2 separate regions of the Sus scrofa genome follow, and region 2 is linked to region 1. A link is a contact called in public HiChIP or PLAC-seq data. All regions are on one chromosome and are shown on one strand. Each heading gives the region's core, a stretch centred on a gene start, on an enhancer-like site or on the middle of the called end of the contact. The rest is flanking DNA. Distances are from core to core; before and after follow the strand shown. Region 1 has its middle 85 kb from the start of BTC. Region 2 has its middle 40 kb from the start of PARM1.

Region 1 (2,855 bases), core at 212-2,711:
TTCAGAATGTCTAATCCACCATACTACCAGAAGCTTTTTTTAAAAAGTTCATATATTTTCAAGCTCATTTTATGAAATAATCCTTTGGTTTCAAGAGCAACACTCCACACATATTTAAATGTATCTACTACCCAGTACAATACATTAATTCTTGTGCTTTTCCTTTCTCATTTCCATGTATGTGGCCTTTCCATTACTCTCTTGGAGGCATTCCCAGTGCCTAAAATAGCAGTGATATTATTGGAACAAAAAGGAAAAAAAAAAAAAGGAAGAAAGAATCTGTGTTGTTCAGGGGAGGATGTGTATGGTTTTATGCTAAAAACAGTCAATCACAAAGGAAGATTGCAGCTAATGAAAGAATGGGGGAAAGAAGAGGGAAAGGACCAAACTCCTCTCCTCTCTCTGTGTCCCTGAACTTGGAGCCCTGGTAACTTACCTGGGTTGTGTGGGAGATGAAGAAGTATCCCTTGGAGAAAAGCAGACAGCAATACCAGGAGCCTGCTCTGCTGGCATCTCTGGTCAATGAAGCCCATGGAAACCAGCTATGTAGGATGTTTGGTCCTTCAGGGAAGAGTCACAGCAGCTGTTGTCTCCTTGCCCCAGAGTACTGGCCTCCTGTGGTCAGTTGCCAGGACAATGCCTGTAAACCTCCAGTGGAACATCCAGCTACAGCCCAACACTCTACTGAAGACCATCCAAACTGCCTTGGGTAGATAACACCACTCTTTTGTCAACAGCACCTGACCCATGAAGTGAAACAGAGGGTAGAGCCTGTGGTTCCTAAATCAATGTGGGAATGTGGAAATGAAGGCCCAGCATAAGTGCCTGGTGTGGAAAAGGAGATACACGCAGATACACCCCGTTGTGTGTTTGTGTGCATACCAACGCCCACATCCACATACATACCTTTGTCTTCTTTTAGGCAGAATGTAGAGTTTCATCCACTCTAGCTATCTCTATCTTTATTCAAATCAAGGAAACTTTAAACCCATTTCGCAGCCATGCATTATTTGGATGAGGGTAGGGATGGGCTCCAAAGTTGGAAATGCATGTTCTTTCTGCCTGAGACTCTGAGCCGCCCAGGGAACAACCAGAGCTAAGAAGGGCTCTAGCAGACACTTCCTAAGATGGACAAAAATCCCCACCCTTTAGAAACAAGTTTAACTCAATTATTTTATCATTGCAGTTGGTAAGCCCTATTCTTCTGACAACACACTAAACCTTTTAGGGACCAGAGAGGTTGCTGGCGACAGTGAGGCTGGGATTCAGTGTGCCTAGCAGCGGCGGCGGGGGGCAGGGTGAGGGGCAGCCTATTAAAACAGATGCCCCTAAAGAAAGGGACTTTCACAGGAGAGATGTGAGAGTTTGTTTTTAAACAAGAGCCACTCTGCGGCTGCCTCTAATTTTACTAACCGAGGACTAAAAATACCACATGAACATCAACAAACCCCACACCTCATCCATCTCTGTCCTCAGAGGAACACCAGCAAACCTGCTGCCCTCACGGGAATGTCTGAGTCGCAGAAGCAGAGCTCCAGGGAGCCACGAAATGGGGAAGGAGGCCTGGACATCAGCCAGACAAAGATTTTCTACAGAGGAAAGATTTCATTGCCAGTTTTTTAAATGCCTTTTTTTGGTGGACGTCTGCCCTGGCCATTGAAACATGAATATTTGAAAAGAAGACGCCGTGACCTTTCTTCATCAAAAATAGAAGGAAATGTTGGGCAATTCCGGAAGGATTTTACATCCAGAGCTCTCAACTTATCAGGTGAAAAAATGGCTTTTTTTCTTTCTTTCCTTCTTTTTAGGGCCACACCTGCAGCATATGGAACCTTGCAGGCTAGGGATCAAACTGGAGCTGCAGATGCGAGCTACACAGTCATGGCAATACCGAAACACCTGATGTTAGCTGCATCTTCGACCTACACCACAGCTTGTAGCAACTCCAGGTCCTTAACCCACTGAGCAAGGCCATAGATCGAACCCACAGCCTCATGGATACTAGTCAGGTTTGTAACCCACTGCGCCACAATGCGAACTCTGAAATAATGGCTTTTTTAGATATTCACTTACAGATAGTGAGAAACATGAGGAAAAGCCTCACTAGACATGGAAAATCTAGGAGCTCCAAAGACCCACAGTGGACAGACCTCTAGTCATCCATCCTTCCAAGGTCTTTCAATGTTAAATGCTTCCCCAGGCCATGCACCCTTTCTGTAACCACCTAGAGTCTTCTTTCCCACTCTAGAACAGAGGACTTAACCGATAGACAATTTGCAATAAAAGGCATTTGTATCCAGTGTCATGGAAGAGCCGAAGGCATAGTTAAGTTTCCTTTTTTTTTTTTTTTTTTTTTTTTTTTTTTTTTGCTTTTTAGGGCGGCATCCACAGCACATGGAGGTTCCCAGGCTAGGGGTTGAATCAGAGCTGTAGCTGCCGACCTATGCCGGAGCCACAGCAACTCGGGATCCGAGCTGAGTCTGCGACCTACGCCATAGCTCACAGCAACGCCGGATCCTTAATCCAATGACTGAGGCCAAAGATCGAACCTGCATCCTCATGGATCCTAGTCGGGTTGGTTACCGCTGAGCCATGATAGGAACTCCCAAGTTAAGCTTTCTTTTAAACGTTGGTTTCTTTTGCAGAAAACGTCGGGGACTTTTTCTTTCTTTCCTGGGTTGTCCTCATCTGTCCCGCTTATCTTCTGTTATTTCCCATCTACTAGGACCAGTTACCTCCCCTATTAAGGAGACTAACACCAACAAGCTCCTTAATTTATCAGTCCAGCCATATCTTTTTAATTTACCAGTCCAGCCATATCTTTCTCCTAAGACCCACAGCTCTGATTAACCCAA
Region 2 (2,855 bases), core at 136-2,635, 140 kb after region 1:
AGATTTTTTTTCCCCTAAAGTTCAGATGAATGATAAATCTCAGAAAGTAGCCAAATGCATTAAGCAGAAGGAATAGTGAGAACAATTTCTTAAAGGTTAAAATTTTACATAAAGTTAAAACACATGAGACTTTAGAAATGTCTAACCTTCGGAGTTCCTATCGTGGCGCAGTGATTAATGAATCTGACTAGGAACCATGAGGTCGAGGGTTCAATCGCTGGCCTTGCTCAGTGGGTTAAGGATCCAGTGTTGCCATGAGCTGTGGTGTAGGTCGCAGACTCGGCTCAGATCCCCACGTTGCTGTGGCTCTGGCGTAGGCCAGTAGCTGCAGCTCTGATTGGACCCCTAAACTGGGAACCTCCACATGCTGCAGGAAGTGGCCCTAGAAAAGGCAAAGAGACACACACACGCAAAAAAAAAGGTCTAACTTTGAAAAGCAAATTCTCTGTCCTTGATTTTCTGTAACTTTGGCACTAATCTCCTCCATCCACTTTATCTTAAAAATCTTGATGACATTAGAACATGACTTGTGTTATATACAAAGGGCTATGGATAAAGTGAATATGTGTGCATTGAATCCTATCTCCCAGGGAATGTTATTTTGAGAATGTTTTACTTAGAGAAAAGAAAACACCACCAATACAGAAAAGCAGCCAATGGGTAGTTATTGAATTCCTTCCTGAAACGTGACCAACGGGAGAGGAAGAACTACTCGATAACTTAAAATGTTTTACATTCACTTAACCATAGTCTACTGCACACACTCATATTTCCAGCCAAGTGAGACAGCAGTCAGAGGAATAAGTCAATTTATCTTGGCACCTGTTTTAAAAACACACATAGGTTAATGTACAACACTCAGATTTCACTCCTATTTCTTTGAAAATGACTACGTAGCAACACTGGCTATGCCCAGCCAGGAATTTAGCAGAATTCATGCAGTAAAAGATACAGAAGGGGATCTATTTCCAACTGTAAAGCTGAAGGATTAGTTGAATTCCTGTTTGTCAATCTAACAGCAATGGTGTTGACACTAATAAAAGTGGAAATTATAAACTGCTCCGGTAACATCCATGAGAGGTTTGTTGAGCCCAGGGCTAAATGATAAAAAGAGGTTCACCATCTCATTAGGAGAACTGGAAAGTGTTTATTGAGCCAGCGGGGAGCTCTGAAAATGATCTTCCTCTTCTTGGACCTGCCACCTGGTGCCTGAGAGCATGTTAACCATGTATGTGGAAATTGCGCCCGAGTTTATTAAGCAAACAGCTATGAAATGTAAAACCCCATGAAAGGGACACCTAGGTGGCTTTGGCTCGCCCCGTGGCTGCTCCCAAGAGCCAAGGGCAGATGCTCCTATTTAAGAAAACCTGTGAGATCCCTTTAACCTTCTCTTTCTGGGCAAATCTCCCAGCGAAGCCAGCAAAGCAGTCTATTTATACCTGTGCAGGGTACAGAGAAAAATCTCAAAGCTACATCTCGAAAAAGCTTTAAATGGACTCTGTCCAATTATAAAACTGAGCCCCGGTGATGGCACACGCTGCACAGTGATTTAAACAGCATCTTCTTCCACAGCCCCACCAACAACCCCTAGAAGCAAAATATAAGCCTTAGAACAAGTTAATGAGTCAAGGGTCATGCAAGAAATAACATGCTTTTTGTCTCCACCACGAGACCCATTAGCAAACTTCAAGTGGCAGCTGCAGGCTCAAGCTTCCTGGATTATTACTTAAGATCATCAGAACAGTGAGGCAATTGTTCATGACCTTTTGCACCGATTTTTCTATAGGAACATGTTTACTGAACAAAGTTTCAGGAGAGATATCTTAAAGGACTTGTTACTTTGAAAAAAGTTGGTACAGATACACTGCTGTGCATGTAACCATATTTATATATTTGCTATGATTTTTTTTTGGCTTTCTGCTTCCAAAAGTATTACATTTTCATGACTTTGAAAGGAGGAAATATTCAGAAAAGCAAAACCAGGATCGTGGAGTTTTCATTGGTTTTGTTCACTTCATAATCTATCATAAACATTTTCCCATGTCTTTAAACGTTACTCTAAAGTATGAGCGCACCATGGAATGAAACACTCTAATTTTAACAATCCTGATTTTTGAACATTTGGATTAGTTCCAAAATTGCCATTATAAATTACACTTGGTGGAACATGCTGACACATAAATCTGTCTGCATGCCTTTCTTTGAAATATATTTTTGAAAATGGTAGCACTAGGTCAAAATACTTGAAGTATTTTTAAAGACTGTGATAAGCGTGGTCAAGTTCAGACTGCCACTCTGATTTATGCACACGAGAAAATGAAAATAAATAATCCTGTGGCATATTTACTGGCAAGAGCTAACCACAAAATGGCCATGCCTTTGCTTTGGTGGAATTTTTCCCTGACGGGGTAACTGGTTGATCCTTCATGACCACCAGATGGCAGCCTAGAACAGAGCAAACCCAAGGAGACTAAGCCAGGGGAGAGGGGACTCCACTTCTAGCCTTAAATGCTTGCCTACCCTGCTAGGGAGATGGGGCTTTACCAACTAAACACAAAAAAAAAAGATGGTCATCGTCCCTTAGATCAAGCCATGGAGGATCTGATGTCTTTCAAGGGACCTCAGGTTTAGGACCTCTCATCCACTTTGCTTTGCATTTCCCTAAAACTCTCTTCACACATGGGCCTCACCACTGAATCTTTTCAAATGTATTAGTTTCCTTGGAAGCAGCGAAACAGTTCGTGCCAACCCATAAACTTGTTTCGCTAGGTCACAAGGAGCCATGTCTCCTGGGGTAAAATCAAACACTTTAATTTGATATGTTTGAGCTCTTCTATTTAGTAGCTAAACAGGAA

What was found. HiChIP or PLAC-seq counts read pairs in DNA pulled down with a chosen protein or histone mark.
Region 2: an H3K27ac HiChIP or PLAC-seq map of skeletal muscle shows a contact between it and region 1. The contact joins two enhancer-like sites. A contact is called at or near these places in 1 of 47 Hi-C or Micro-C datasets (skeletal muscle) and 1 of 2 datasets of contacts at active chromatin or transcription factors (skeletal muscle).

The regions. Positions count from the first base shown.
Region 1 is chr8:70,608,595-70,611,449 of Sscrofa11.1, forward strand. No RefSeq gene overlaps it. Among named protein-coding and RNA genes, the nearest start is that of BTC, 85 kb to the right of the region's middle. Within about 2 kb of position 1,462, at least 2 of the 83 cell types and tissues checked have an H3K27ac peak or open chromatin away from gene starts, as enhancers often do. A contact at or near this core is called in skeletal muscle, where this site is marked.
Region 2 is chr8:70,746,991-70,749,845 of Sscrofa11.1, forward strand. No RefSeq gene overlaps it. Among named protein-coding and RNA genes, the nearest start is that of PARM1, 40 kb to the right of the region's middle. Within about 2 kb of position 1,386, at least 7 of the 83 cell types and tissues checked have an H3K27ac peak or open chromatin away from gene starts, as enhancers often do. A contact at or near this core is called in skeletal muscle, where this site is marked.